Regions from separate parts of the Canis lupus genome. Here region 2 is linked to region 1. Evidence: chromatin contacts called from public Hi-C data. All regions are on one chromosome and are shown on one strand. Each heading gives the region's core, a stretch centred on a gene start, on an enhancer-like site or on the middle of the called end of the contact. The rest is flanking DNA. Distances are from core to core; before and after follow the strand shown.

Region 1 (6,577 bases), core at 4,043-6,542:
AGATGCTGTTTGGTGAGCACATAAATGTTAACCTTTAAGCCGATTTTTTAAGGGAGGGAGCAAAGGGAGAGAGGAAAAGAGACTCTTAAGAAGCCTCCATGCCCAGCACAGAGCTAGACGCGGGGCTCCATCTCATGACCCTGAGATCATGACCTGAGCCAAAGCCAAGAGTCTGATGCTTAACCAACTGGACCACTCAGGTGCCCCCCAATCTAAGCCAGTTTTAGTGCTGGAATGACCAAGGATGCATGTGGGTGACAAGTCCATCTGGGCTGGAGACTGTCATGAGTAAACACCCATGGATACTTAAGGGATGGCAAGGAAGACAGCTTCCCTGGCTGATGGGCATTTGTACTGCTTGACCGAGAACCTGAAGAGATTCTCTGGCTTTATTCGTTTTTCTCTAACTCTGTTATCTGTCATCCTCCTCCCTGATGGTCTAGCCAGTACCTAACGGCCCTCCCACCCATTACTGCCCACCTGTAATCCACTTTCTGTCCACCTGTTCAAGGAAGTGTGGTGGTGAGAGGGTTTGACTTATGGACTGAAACGAGTCTGACTCAAATCCCCAGTCCTCCCAATTGCTAGCTGTGTGGCCTTGGGCAAGTTTCTGAGCCGTTTTAAGCTTCAGTTTCTTCGTCTGTAAAATGGGAATATGAAGAGATCCTATGTTGTAGATGTATTGGGAGGGTTAAGGGAGATGATGCAAATTAAGTGTTTAGCACAGGTTGGGGGACATGGGTGCTCAGCTCCAGACATTAGCTGCTGCTAATGTGATGGTGTTGGCACAACCCATATGTGTGCGCACATGCATGTGCATACACACACACACACACACACACACCAGATTTGGGGCCAGATCCTTGGGGTTTATAAACTGCATAAGTTCTCAGAATGGCATATTTGGGTGGAGGTTTTACCCTTGCTACCAAGTGAGCCGAGCGCAGCGTGGAAAGTTCCTTAGCAAACATAGGATCGGAGGTCTGTGGGAAGAGAGGAGGAGGATCCCAGCCATAAAACAGAAGGAAGCAGAAAGCAAGAGCCATGTGAATGCTGGCTTGCAGGTGAACGGCATCACGGCCAAGGCCACAGAAATCAGAGCTTGCAGGCATTCATGTGGAACTTGCAGCCAGGCCTGTATTATGCTGCCTCTTGGTCCAGGGCATGAACTCGCAGCTGCCCAATCCAGCAGGTGAGCATCTCCCCCTCTGAGCCTATCAGATGACAGGGGCCGCCCCAGGTCAGAAAGCATCAGAGCCCCAGGTCTGGTGGGAAGTGCCAAAGTCATTAATTATGCCACCGAGTCACCAGAAGGAGGCGGCCAGGGGCCTCCTGACAGCAGATTAGAAGCAGCCCCTCCAGCACAGGTACCTAAGGCTGCTGGGGCTCTTCAAATTAATAAGCTCTAGCCTGGTACTTGAGACTCATTAGAATTGTGATTTAGGCCCATTTACTGGTGTGAGATCACAATGGGGTGCTGGGTGATTATGGTTACCCAACCTTGCAGCCAAAGACTATTAATTCCTGTCACTTCCTGTTTTACTTGTGCCTGTCCCCAACCTGTCCCGGGCAACACTTCTGAGATGGGAGAGGCTGGAGCAGTGCCTGGGCAGTGGGTTTTCATCATCCTGGGCTTGGGAAGGGCTGCCTCCACCTCTGTCCCCGCCTCTCCTTTTTCTTTTGTGTAGGCAAGAGGTGAGCACGAGGGCCTCTCGGTGGCCCAGCCCAGGGACCTTTCTGAAAAGTAAGGCTGATGATCACAGTGTGCTCTTTGCTCAAAAAGCCTGCAGTGGCTTCCCAGGGCGCTTGGAATGAGTGTGCCTTTCCTCACCAAGGACAGCAAGGCCTGTCCCCACCAGACCCCTACCTTCCTCTCCTGTCACACCTGGGATCCTAACACCCTACCTGCATAGCCTAAGCTCACTCCTGCCTGTTGAACTTTGCTATTATCATTCCTATTGCCTGATGCCCCTCGCCCAGAATCCTCTTATGTTGGCTCCTTCCTGTCAGCGGGCTGCAGCCTGAATGCCACCTCCTAGCGTGGTCTTCCCTGACCCCCATCTGAAATGCCATCCACCACCTTCTCCCGCTTTGTGCATCTTTTTTTTTTTTTAAGATTTTATTTATTTATTCATGAGAGACAGAGAGAGAGAAAGAGAGAGAAAGGCAGAGACACAGGCAGAGGGAGAAGCAGGCTCCATGCAGGGAACCTGATGTGGGACTTGATCCCAGGACTCCAGGATCACGCCCCGGGCCAAAGGCAGGCGCTAAATTGCTGAGCCACCCAGGGATCCCCTGCTTTGTGCATCTTTAAAGAACTCAGCTCCACATCATGGCATGTTTTACAACTGTGTGTGGCTCTGTTTTCTCTTTGCCTGTGGAATGTAAGTTCCATGCACCTCCTTACCTCGCTACCTTGCACCTAGAATGATGGATATTGCCTAGAAGGTGCTTGAATATCAATGAGATGAATGAAGAGGAAAGGTAATGGACAGACAGTAATAGTCACTGATCTCCAAGTGCGTGCCGCGTGCCTGTCACTGTGCCAGGTACCTTACCTACATTTTCTCACTCGATTTTCACAAGCCTGTTGAGGGCAGGAACTAGTTTGTCCCATTCTATGGAGGCAGAAACTGAGGCTTGCAGATGTAGAAGTAACTTGCCCAAGGCCCCCAGCTGGTCACAGGTAATGCTGTGATTCAGGTCAGGTCTTGTACCTCCTCTGTGTGAAAGTGGAAGAGTGAAGTACAAGAGGCCTGGGGCACCTGGGTGGCTCAGGTCGTGATCCCAGGGTCCTGGGATGGAGTCCCACATCAGGCTCCCTGCACTAAGCCGGCTTCTCCCTCTCCCTCTGCCTATGTCTCTGCCTCTCTCTCTGTATCTCATGCATAAATAAATAAAAAGAAAAAAAAAAAGAGGCCATTCCCTCCGTGCTCCCTGTCTGACGTAAGGGCACGAGGGGAGATCTTATTGCTGTCAAGAGAATCACAGCAGTGTCCTGAGGAAAGTGGGAACTTGGTGAAACACTGTCTGAGACTCATAGTTGTTGTCAAGTGGAAATAGGGATGGAAAAAATATTGTCTACAGCACAGCGAAACCCCATATCCATATGGTGGTGGTGGTGATGAGTAGGGCCATGTCCAACCCAAGACACACAAAGAATCCAGAAACAGGCCCAATGACAGGAGTCCAGAGTTTTCTTGCTGCATTTTATCAAGAAGATGGGTTGTGATTGCTTTGCACGTCCCAAGTAGCAAAGCAGTTTGAGCCATTTGTATATTTTTCAAATTGGAGCTTTTCTTTTTTCCAAAGGCAAAATTTGAAATTCCACTTAATACTTATTGCTGAGTAGCAAGGACACCGATGTGGGCTTGCAAAGGCTCTAGGATGTCAAGCAAGAATCTGGCTGTCAAGGCAAACCTGGAGAGTGAGTGTGTGTGCGTGTGACTGTGCACACGCGCGTACGTGCCTACATATGGCCTGGACCATGCTGTACTTGGCATCTTTCTTGACACTCTGCACACTTCTTCTGTGATGTGATGAGACGGCCCAGCCAGTTTCCCTTTGTGTCTTTCTGAGTGACTGCGACTGCCACTGGCCTTCAGAGTTTGAAGCTCCTGACAGATATTAAAGAACAATTCACTTATTACAGCTAAACAGAAAAGCATATGGAAAAAGCAAACTGCATTAACATCTGCTGCCTGGGCTCCATCTGCTCCCGTTGGCTTGCCTTTTGCCTCCAGACGTGCCAGCCTGTCAGGTTCCCAGAGCCAGTCCCTCCTTCCTTCCAAGTGAGGACAGGATGTGCCCGTTCATTTTGAGCCACTCATGCGGGACCTGGGCTCTTCTTAGGTGTTTCAGAAGTGTAGAGAGATGCACAAAATGCGGGACATTTGGAGGTGCTGGGCTCTGGAGATCATGCTCTGGCTTCGGGTACTTCCTAGCTGTGTGTCCTCGGGCAGGTGGCTTAGCATTTCTGTGCCTCAGTTTCCATGTCTGTGAAATGTTGGGGTAACGAAGGCAGTGGCTACATCGAAGGATCAGTGTGAGAGTAAAATGTTAAAATGCAGGTAAATCCCTGGCAACGGTGGCGTACAGTAAGTGTGCAGGACAGGCTAAGTCTCTTTCCCTAAGAATATTCCCCACCGCCCCCACCTGGCCCAGGTTACTCATCCTGTTTCCTACAGCTTAGCACCTTGAATTTAAAATTACTCATTAAGGGACGCCTGGGTGGCTCAGTCAGTCAAGCATCTGCCTTTGGCTCAGATTCCAGCAGGATCAAGCCCCGCTTTGGGCTCCATGCTCAGTGGGGAGCCTGCTTCTCCCTCTGCCTCTGCCCTTCCCCCCTGCCTATACACTCACTCTCTCTTTCCCTCTCTATGTCAAATAAATAAAATTTTAAAAATACAAATAAAATAAAATTACTCATTGGGCACGGGGTGCAGCAAGGGCCTCAGCCTTCTGGAAGTGCCCATCTTTTCATCTTTTTTTTTTTTAAAGATTTTTTATTTATTCATGATATACAGAGAGAGAGAGAGAGAGAGAGGGAGAGAGAGAGGCAGAGGGAGAAGCAGGCTCCATGCAGGAAGCCTGATGTGGGACTCCATCCCAGGTCTCCAGGATCACACCCTGGGCCAAAGGCAGGCGCTAAACCGCTGAGCCACCCAGGGATCCCCCCACCTTTTCATCTTAAAGACCCAGCCCCTTCCCCCACCCCACCGTCTTTAGTACCGGGATGGAAGCTCCCGGGGTATCATTTCGTGATGGGACAGAGGTGCAGGGGCCCCTTCCAGAACTGGGCCGATGTGGGGCCAGCCGGCCTCGTCTGTGTTGTGCCTGCAGCCGCCTCCTCCCACCTGAGCTGGTTTTTGCCTCCAGCTAGCAAGACAAACCGAATGTTGTTATTTTAGTATCTGGTAGCCTGTCGGAAATCATTTCTAAAAATGTTTTTTCCCTCTTTCTCTCCGCCTTGCTCCCCGAAGCAGCCACATCTGTGCAGCAATTAGGACAGGACAGCTGGCAGCCCTCGGCCGTTGGAGAACGGGCTGCGGTGCACTGGGGTCAAGTGCTGCTTCCTGGCGGGGGCGCAGGGCTGGGGGAGGGTCTTGGGCAAGTCACTGTGCCTCCTGTGCCTCAGTTTCCCCATCTAGGAAATGGGCATGCTGACAGTGTTCGCCTCCCAAGGGCTGCCCTGAGGTTGACATGAGTTAGTCTCTGCAAGGTGCTCAGAACAGTTCCTGGCGTACAGTTTGGGGAAGTGGGAGGTGACGCCACATGAAGGCCCGCCCGACTGCAGAAGGGGAGGAAGCATAGCCAGTCCTGGGTCTTCTGATCTGCCATCGCTCTGCTGGGAGACTGGGAGGAGGGGAGGGGCTTCACTCCCCTTTCTTGCTCTGTGATCTCAGCCATGGCCTGAGACTTCTGGCCTCCTGGAACACCCAGTGATAAGGAACCAGAGGGACACTCTAGTCCTGTGTTTTTCCAAGAGGGTTGTGTGGCCCCCAAGATGATTTAGGGGCGCTCTGTGGACTGTTACATAACCTTGAACATTAGGAAGTATTGCTCTTCCCCAACACGCCCAGTTTGTGGATGGTGAACAGGGGTCCAGAGAGTGCCAGGGGGCCTAGCAGAGTCACTGCCAACTGCGGGGGTGGGTGTGGGGTATAGGACCGGAAACAACAGCCCCTACGCCTGCTTCCTGTCCCTCTCCTACGTCCACTGTTCCACGGGCTACAGGCTGGCCACAGGTGGTGCTTCCTTTCCCGTGGTGTCTGGGCCTGGCTGTCCCTGATTCATGGCAGGAAGAGCACAGGGGAAGGTCGCATCTCTGGCTATGCGCTGGAATCAACTGGGGAGCTTTAAAAAAAAAAAAAATCCCAATTCCCAGGCCCCCACCCCAACTCCATGATTGCAACCGGGGCGTCAGCATTTTTAAAGCTTCTAAGTGATTGGAATGGGAAGGCAATGTTGAGAATCCACGGGCTAAATGCTGCTGCCCGTTCTCACCGCATCATGTCATCTGAGGGAAGAAGCATTGAGAAAAGCAAAAACGAAGGGGGGAGGAGGGGGGCAGAAATGCTAGTAAAATATTGCACAAAACCAGCAAATTGCAAAGGGGATGTTTACAGCATGGTGCCATTTTGTCGACCTTATAAACACACAAAGTAATGCTATATATTGTCTGTGGACACATACGTATTTACTAGAGATATAAACACATAGGTGTGAAGGACAGAAGTGACCTCTGGGTTGTTGAGAAATGGGAGTTGAGCAGTGGGAAATACGTCAACTGTATCTATAAAGTTTATTTCTTTAAAGAATTGAATAAAGCATGACAGATTTGGTACCTGGGGGTGTGATATGAGTGTTCTGGGTTTTTCTCTGGCAAGTTTTGAAATATGTCATAAGTCAAGAGAATATTTTTATCTTTGTTTGATAAGCATTTTTATGTTAGGAAAATATTTAGATCCATCTTAGAAAACAATAAAGAAAACCCACTAAATTTTACCACCTCAATTCTTCAGAAGTTTAAGAACTTTATAAATGTCCCAGGCCACGGGCAGCCTTTGGATCGCAC
Region 2 (6,170 bases), core at 3,284-5,783, 160 kb before region 1:
TGCTGAAGTGAAACGGAGGGGGGAGGTCTTAAATATTTTAAGAGCAAAGTTAGGGTCAAAACAGAGCCTGGGTGAAAACAGGCTCTAATAAACCAAAAAGAAATAGACACATTAAGATTAAGGCAGATCGAGATGGGAAAAACAAACAAACAAACAAACATGTATTTGACTACATGTGACTCTTAGGCTGAAGTTTAAATTCAGAAGGCATGTCATGCCCTGGCTCTCTGGTACCTTCCATCAGGAGTACCTGAGAGCAGGAGGGAGCATTTCTTTACAGACCAGCCTGCCACCATGGCCAGGTTAACATTCCATCAATACCGCCACTGGCCAGTGCCAACATTTTGTATGAAATATATGGCACTTTGTTTTATACGGTACCCTGATCCTATGCCCTCCAGTAGCCTTAGGACATAAACATTATTTTTCTTCCCCTTTGACAGGTTAGAATATTAAAGTTTGGTAACATTAAGCAACTTGCCTAAAATCACACAACTAAAAAAAGTTGCCAAGATGGTGCTGGTTTCTGCCAACTTGGAATCACGGGGCTCCAGTCCAGTGCTCATTCTATGCCCGAGGTTTACTCCATGCCCTGCACTATGCAAAGTGCCAGAGAGAGAAGAGGGCCTTGACCTTGGGGTACTTGGTCTTTAATCAGAATGGAGGACTAGATTCAATGCCGCTTCCTCCAGGCAGCCTTCCCTGAATACCCTCCCCCATTTTTCCTCCTCTGATACCTTTGGACACTCATAATTGACACCGCCCTATTGTTGTTAATGAGATGAACAATACCTAACTTTTATTGAGCACTTACTATGTTTTAGTCTTTCTAGAAAAACACTTCACATGGGTAATCTCACTTAATCCTCATAAGAAATCTATGAGAAAGGCCCTATTATTATCCCCACCATCACCTTTTACAGATGAGGAAACTGAGGCATAAGTAACTTAAACAATCGATGCTGAAGGTCTCAGACAAAAAGCAGAGCGGGACATCTGTCAGAAAGGTCCTTGAGGGTGAAGACCCCTCTTCCCTGACTTCCCTCTTAGCTCCTAGCTCAGTGCTGGGCACACCCAAGAGCTCAGAACTCCTTGCTGACTGATCTTCCTCCCCTTGTTTGAAAGTGATGATCAAACAAGATTTGGGTGTGGGGGTGTGGAGGGAATCCCACACATCAGTTGGAACTTCCTTAGAGTTCTGGCTCTCACTTCAATACTAGAGTAGGAACCGTATTTAAAAAGAAAAAACCCTTAGGGAATCTTCTTCATATCTATTTTTCTCTTGCCCAGCGTGGTTCCTGGCGCATAATAGGGCCCAATACATCTGTGTTGAATGACTGAATGAGCTTTAAAAATTCTAAAGAGACGCTGCTGTCGCCTGAGCCGCTGCCGCTGGAGTACTTGGGCCCCGTCTTCTACGGGGGACTCTGTGCAGGTGCTTGGGCTGTCGGTCTGTCTTGGGACAGGAAGATAATCCTGGCAACCCTAGAAGGCTGCCTTCCTGCCCTTCTATCTCAGGCGATTTTTCATCCTGAAAACCTCACATAAGCTGTTTATGGCATCCATAACCTGCCCGGAGCTTTTAAACCTCTTTCTCATGTGGCTTTTTATGAGTTGAAATAAACAAACAACTCTCTTTCTCTCTCTCTCTCTCTCTTTCTCTCTCCCTCCAGGGACTTGGGGGCCTGGATCCTTAACCTCACTCTTTCAGCCTTTGGCCCCCAAGGGAGCTGAACCAGAGCATGGGCCCCAGAGGACCATGGTTAAACGTGTCATGTGCAGGAAGCAGATAACATCATTGTTGCTTAAAGGAGAAATGCAGAAGAGACCTTGAAGCAGAGACAGGCGGGAGGGCGTGGATGCCAAGAGTCCCCAGGGCAGCTTCTGCTGGGATTGGGAAGCTCTGTTTAGACACTGAGGAAGAGTTCTGGGGACATGACATGATGATCTAGAGGACCATCTCGTCGAATCCATCATTTGGCATTAAACAAACCAAAGTCCTTGGAGGGGAGTGGATTGCCCAAGGTCATGTAGCACCAAGGTGGCCCCATGGAATAGATAATGGTGCCTGCTTCCCCTGTACCTATTCCTCATTCCTTCCTTCCCATAAGACCTTGATCCCTATAGAACATCTAGGTGGTTGCAGGGACGCTGGCTTCTCTCCAGTGCCGAAGGTGCCATATGGAACCTTGGCCAAGCCGATCAGCGCATTCTATTTTCCTGGCTACCTTGCTTGGTGAGTGGTGACCTATGACCTAGAGCTGATTCAATCAGAGAGCATCTCAGCACCTTTGAGGAGAATGCTGGGAAATGCTGACCCTCCTTCCTCTGGGCTAGAAACGAACAAAGGACACAGAGTCTCAGCAACTAATGCCAGGTTGTGACACGAGGAGAGAGCCTCAGGATCTCACGAAACAGACCCCACGAAAGGCAGAGAGGAGAGATGGAAAGAAAAAGAATTCAAAGTCATAGTGCCGAGTTGCTGGATCAAACCTCACCTGATGTCTTTCCTCTGAAATATTCAGATACACCATCCAGTAAACTCTATTTTTAAGGCAGTTAGAATAGAGGTTTTATTCCTTATAACCAAAATATTCCCAAGTGATAAGCAGATGACAGAAGGCCAAAGTGCTCGCCTCTGTTCTTCTATTTCACTCCTGGTTAGGTGAGCTGAGCCCAGGGACTGTTCCTATGTCTGTCCACATGCCTGGCCAGGCTTAGTTACCCCAAAGGCTGAGTCTAGCCCATAGTTTAGAATCCCCACTAGCTGGCAGTTTGCCCTCTCAGTTCCGGGAAGTGGGTTGGCTTGTTACGTGGATCCAGAAAGCATTTTTTTTCTGGTGGTCACTTCCACCCCCGCCCTCACAGACCAATAACACTTTGGATTCTTGATGAGTGGGTGAAACCGTATCTTTCCCCTCTCTGCCTCCTTCTCTGATGGATCCTGTCTATTCCTGCACTTTCTTTTCTTTAAAAAAATGGGGATGAGACTTTAAAGCACAGCAGACAAGATGCACAGCACTCACCCCCCTCCCCCACCGGGTCCCTGATTAACAAACTGGGGATTTGGTCCGCTATCCTAGTCTTCTAGTGCAAAGTCCTGTCCAGGACACCCATGCCCCCTCTGTCCGGGCCCCCGCGTGTTCAGGACCGCTGTGTGTAAAGCCCTGGGCGAGAAGACAAGGGAGAGAAAGCTGGAAAAACTGACTCAGACAAGGCTGGGGATGAAGCTTGAGTCGGTTCGGATGGTCAGTCCGAACTCTTCGTTGACAGAGAAGGAAGCTCAGGCCCAGGGAGGAGTCCTCCTGGCTCAAGGTCACCGCGACGGTCCAGCCCCGACGGGAGAGAACTCCCCCCAGGAGCTGGCCCCTGCATGCACACAAAGGCTGGCTTCGGGACGGATGGGAGGCAAGACCCGGGGGGGGGGGGGGGGGGGGAAGGCTCAGGGGCCAATGGAAGCCTCTGCAGGTCGAGAGACACCTGGTTCCCCCCCTTACCAATTCCAGCACTTGCTTGCCAACTGGGTTTGGAGTCTCTTGGCTTGTTCGTCCTTAGGGACCAGAGAAGTGACTCAGTGAAGCACTTAGTACGTCGTTGGCTCCAGAGGGTGGGGTGTGACTCAGGAGTCACTCACAGAGACTCAGCCGCAGCCTCCTCCCTGCCCCATGGAGCCCGGGCCCGGCACCCAGGGACCCGCCGCGCGAGACCCTCCCGCGCTCCCGCGCTCCGGATCGCGTTCCTCGCGTCCCCACCTGCCCCGCCGGCTTCGTGCGGGTGAAGACGCCGGGACTGCGAACTCCAGGGCGGGGAGCCCGCTGCCCTCGGCGCGGAAGGCGGGTTCCCGGGCCCCCCATCCCCCGACCCCCCGCTGATTCTGGGCGGGCCCAGCCTCCCCGCGGGGGGCCCGCGCCCCTCTCGGCCGCCGCGCTCCGACTCCTGTCCGCGCCGCTCGCCCCCACCCCCTTCCTTTCCCTCCTCCTCCTCCTCCTCCTCCTCCCCCTCGCTCCGCCCCCAGGCCCCGCCCCGCGCCCCGGCCGCGTCCCCCGCGCCCCCCGCGCCCCCGGCCCCGGCGGGCCCCCTCCCCGGGGAGGGCTGCGGGAGGGGAGCCCCGGCCCCGCGCGCCCCCTCCCCGCGCGCCCCCTCCCCGCGCGCGCCCCCTCCCCGCGGCCCCCCGCGCGGCCTCCGGCTCCCCGCCTCCCCGCCTTCCCCTCCTCCCGGTGACGTCCGGGTCCCTGCCCGTCTGAAAACTCCGCGCCGCGGCGGTGGAGGCGGCGGAGGCGGCGGCGGCGGCGGCGGCGGCGGCGGCGGAGGAGGAGGAGGAGCAGCGGCGAGCCGAGGCGGCGGCGGCGGCGGCGGAGGAGGCGGCCCGAGCGCGAGCGCGAGCCCGAGCCCGAGCCCGAGCCCGAGCCCGAGCCCGAGCCCGAGCCCGAGCCCGAGCCCGAGCGGCGGCCGGGGAGCCGCGGGGAGCGCGGGGGCGGCCCGGAGCCTCCGCCCGGGGTCCCCGCGCCCCGCTCGCCCGCCGCGCTCCGAAGATGGTGGCGGCGCCGTGCGCCCGGAGGCTGGCCCGGCGCTCGCACTCGGCGCTGCTCGCGGCGCTCACGGTGCTGCTGCTGCAGACGCTGGTCGTGTGGAATTTCAGCAGCCTCGACTCCGGGGCCGGGGAGCGGCGCGGGGGCGCAGCGGCCGGCGGCGCCGAGCAGCCGCCCCCGCCCCCGGCCCCGGCCCCGCGCCGCGAGCGCCGGGACCTGCCCGCCGGGCCGGCTGCAGCCCGAGGCGGCGGCGGCGGCGGCGGAGGACGGGGGCCCCCGGCGCGGGCGCGGGCGCGGGCGCGGGCGGGCGGCCCCGAGGAGCCCCGGGCGCAGCAGCCGGCCGGCCGGGGGGCACTGCCCGCGCGGGCGCTGGTAAGATGCCCCGGCGGCTCGCGTCCCGGGGGGGGGGCGGGGGGGCGGCGCGGGAGGCCGGGGCGGGGGGGCGGAGGCAGCTCTTGACCCCGGGCGCCCGACCCGGACCCCCACGCCCGCCGGCTCCACGTCTCCTTCCCTGGACGCCGGGGCGGGGTCCCCGCCGAGCCCGGGGTGGGGGCGCGCCCCATGCCGAGTCTGAGGGCCGCCCCCCTGGGGTCTGGGGAAGTTACCTCCGGAGGAGGCGCTCTGGGGGCTACGGAGCCTGGCCGGCCCCGGTCCCCCGGTCCCCCGTCCCCCGGCCCCCGGCCCCCGGCCCCGGCACCCTTGCTGGGCGCCCCGACTGGCGCTGTGCGTGTGGGTGTCGGTGCGTCGCTCACCGCCCGAGTGCGGGATCGTGCGGGATCGTGCCCGGGATCCTCAGCCGCCGCTGCTCATGGGCGGTGCGCACAGCATCTTTGGGGGTTTCGCTGAGCTGAGTGCAGACGACTCCGTCCCCTGCTTGCCGCCCCCTTGGCTTTTCCTGGATCGGTGTCCCAAATCCCCGGCCCCCTCCCTGCACCAGGGTTCAGGCTTGGGCGCCCGGGCTTACTTTAGGTCGGTCCTCCTGTCTGCCATCTCTGGCTGGCTGCGCCTCCCGTCTCTAACCTTGTCCTCTCCCGGTGCCCTCTCTGACTTTGGTCACCCGCTGTCCCTGTCCGGTGTGAGGGCATGGCCCCTTCTCCTAGATGGCTGTCCCTGGCTCTGCGTCTTGCGCGGAGCCGATTAATGTCACCAGCTCTGTGTCTGACCACATCATCACGACTTCTTCGGCTCCTGTGTGTTTTCTTTGCCTTCCTTGGGTGTGAGCAGCCTGAGCTCTGAAACTGGTTTTTCTGCAGATCTTCGGGGGCCATCTGGGTGTCTTCCTATCCTGTCCCCAACTTCTCCAGGGGTGCCTTTCCCATCTCCTCTGGGCTGCCTTGCTGAGCCCGCTGAGCTAGGACACGGAGGACAGGAGGTCAGAGTGCCCACCTCTGGGCCAGGCTCTCTGCGCCCTGTGGGCGTCCGTGTCTGTCTTAAGGAATAACGAGGTGCGGTGTGTCCGTCTGTGTCTTTCTCATGCCATTCGCCTACGAGGATTCTCCTAGCCCTTGGGGGACATCAGATGCTAGGGGTTACTTTCAGGATCCTTAGACACAGAATGCATGTCTGTGGTGTTTCTCGCTCTGGGAGCCCTAACTGAACACTGCCTTCAGACACAGCGTGATGCTTTTTGATCTGTTAAAC

The links. A called contact is a pair of places that touch in the nucleus more often than the background predicts.
Region 2: a Hi-C map of blood shows a contact between it and region 1, with 4 times the contacts expected there. The contact joins the promoter of XYLT1 here to the enhancer-like site in region 1. A contact is called at or near these places in 3 of 9 Hi-C or Micro-C datasets (amygdala and blood).

What each region holds. Positions count from the first base shown.
Region 1 is chr6:27,137,441-27,144,017 of UU_Cfam_GSD_1.0, reverse strand. All of the region lies in intron 1 of XYLT1 (xylosyltransferase 1), which reads left to right. LOC111096293 (a long non-coding RNA gene) reads right to left here and starts at 1,380. Exons shown (of 5, transcript XR_005360884.1): 1 at 921-1,380. Within about 2 kb of position 5,292, at least 3 of the 20 cell types and tissues checked have an H3K27ac peak or open chromatin away from gene starts, as enhancers often do. A contact at or near this core is called in blood, where this site is marked.
Region 2 is chr6:27,295,799-27,301,968 of UU_Cfam_GSD_1.0, reverse strand. It overlaps XYLT1 (xylosyltransferase 1), which reads left to right and starts at 4,533. Exons shown (of 11, transcript NM_001008718.1): 1 at 4,533-4,901. The coding sequence starts at 4,533.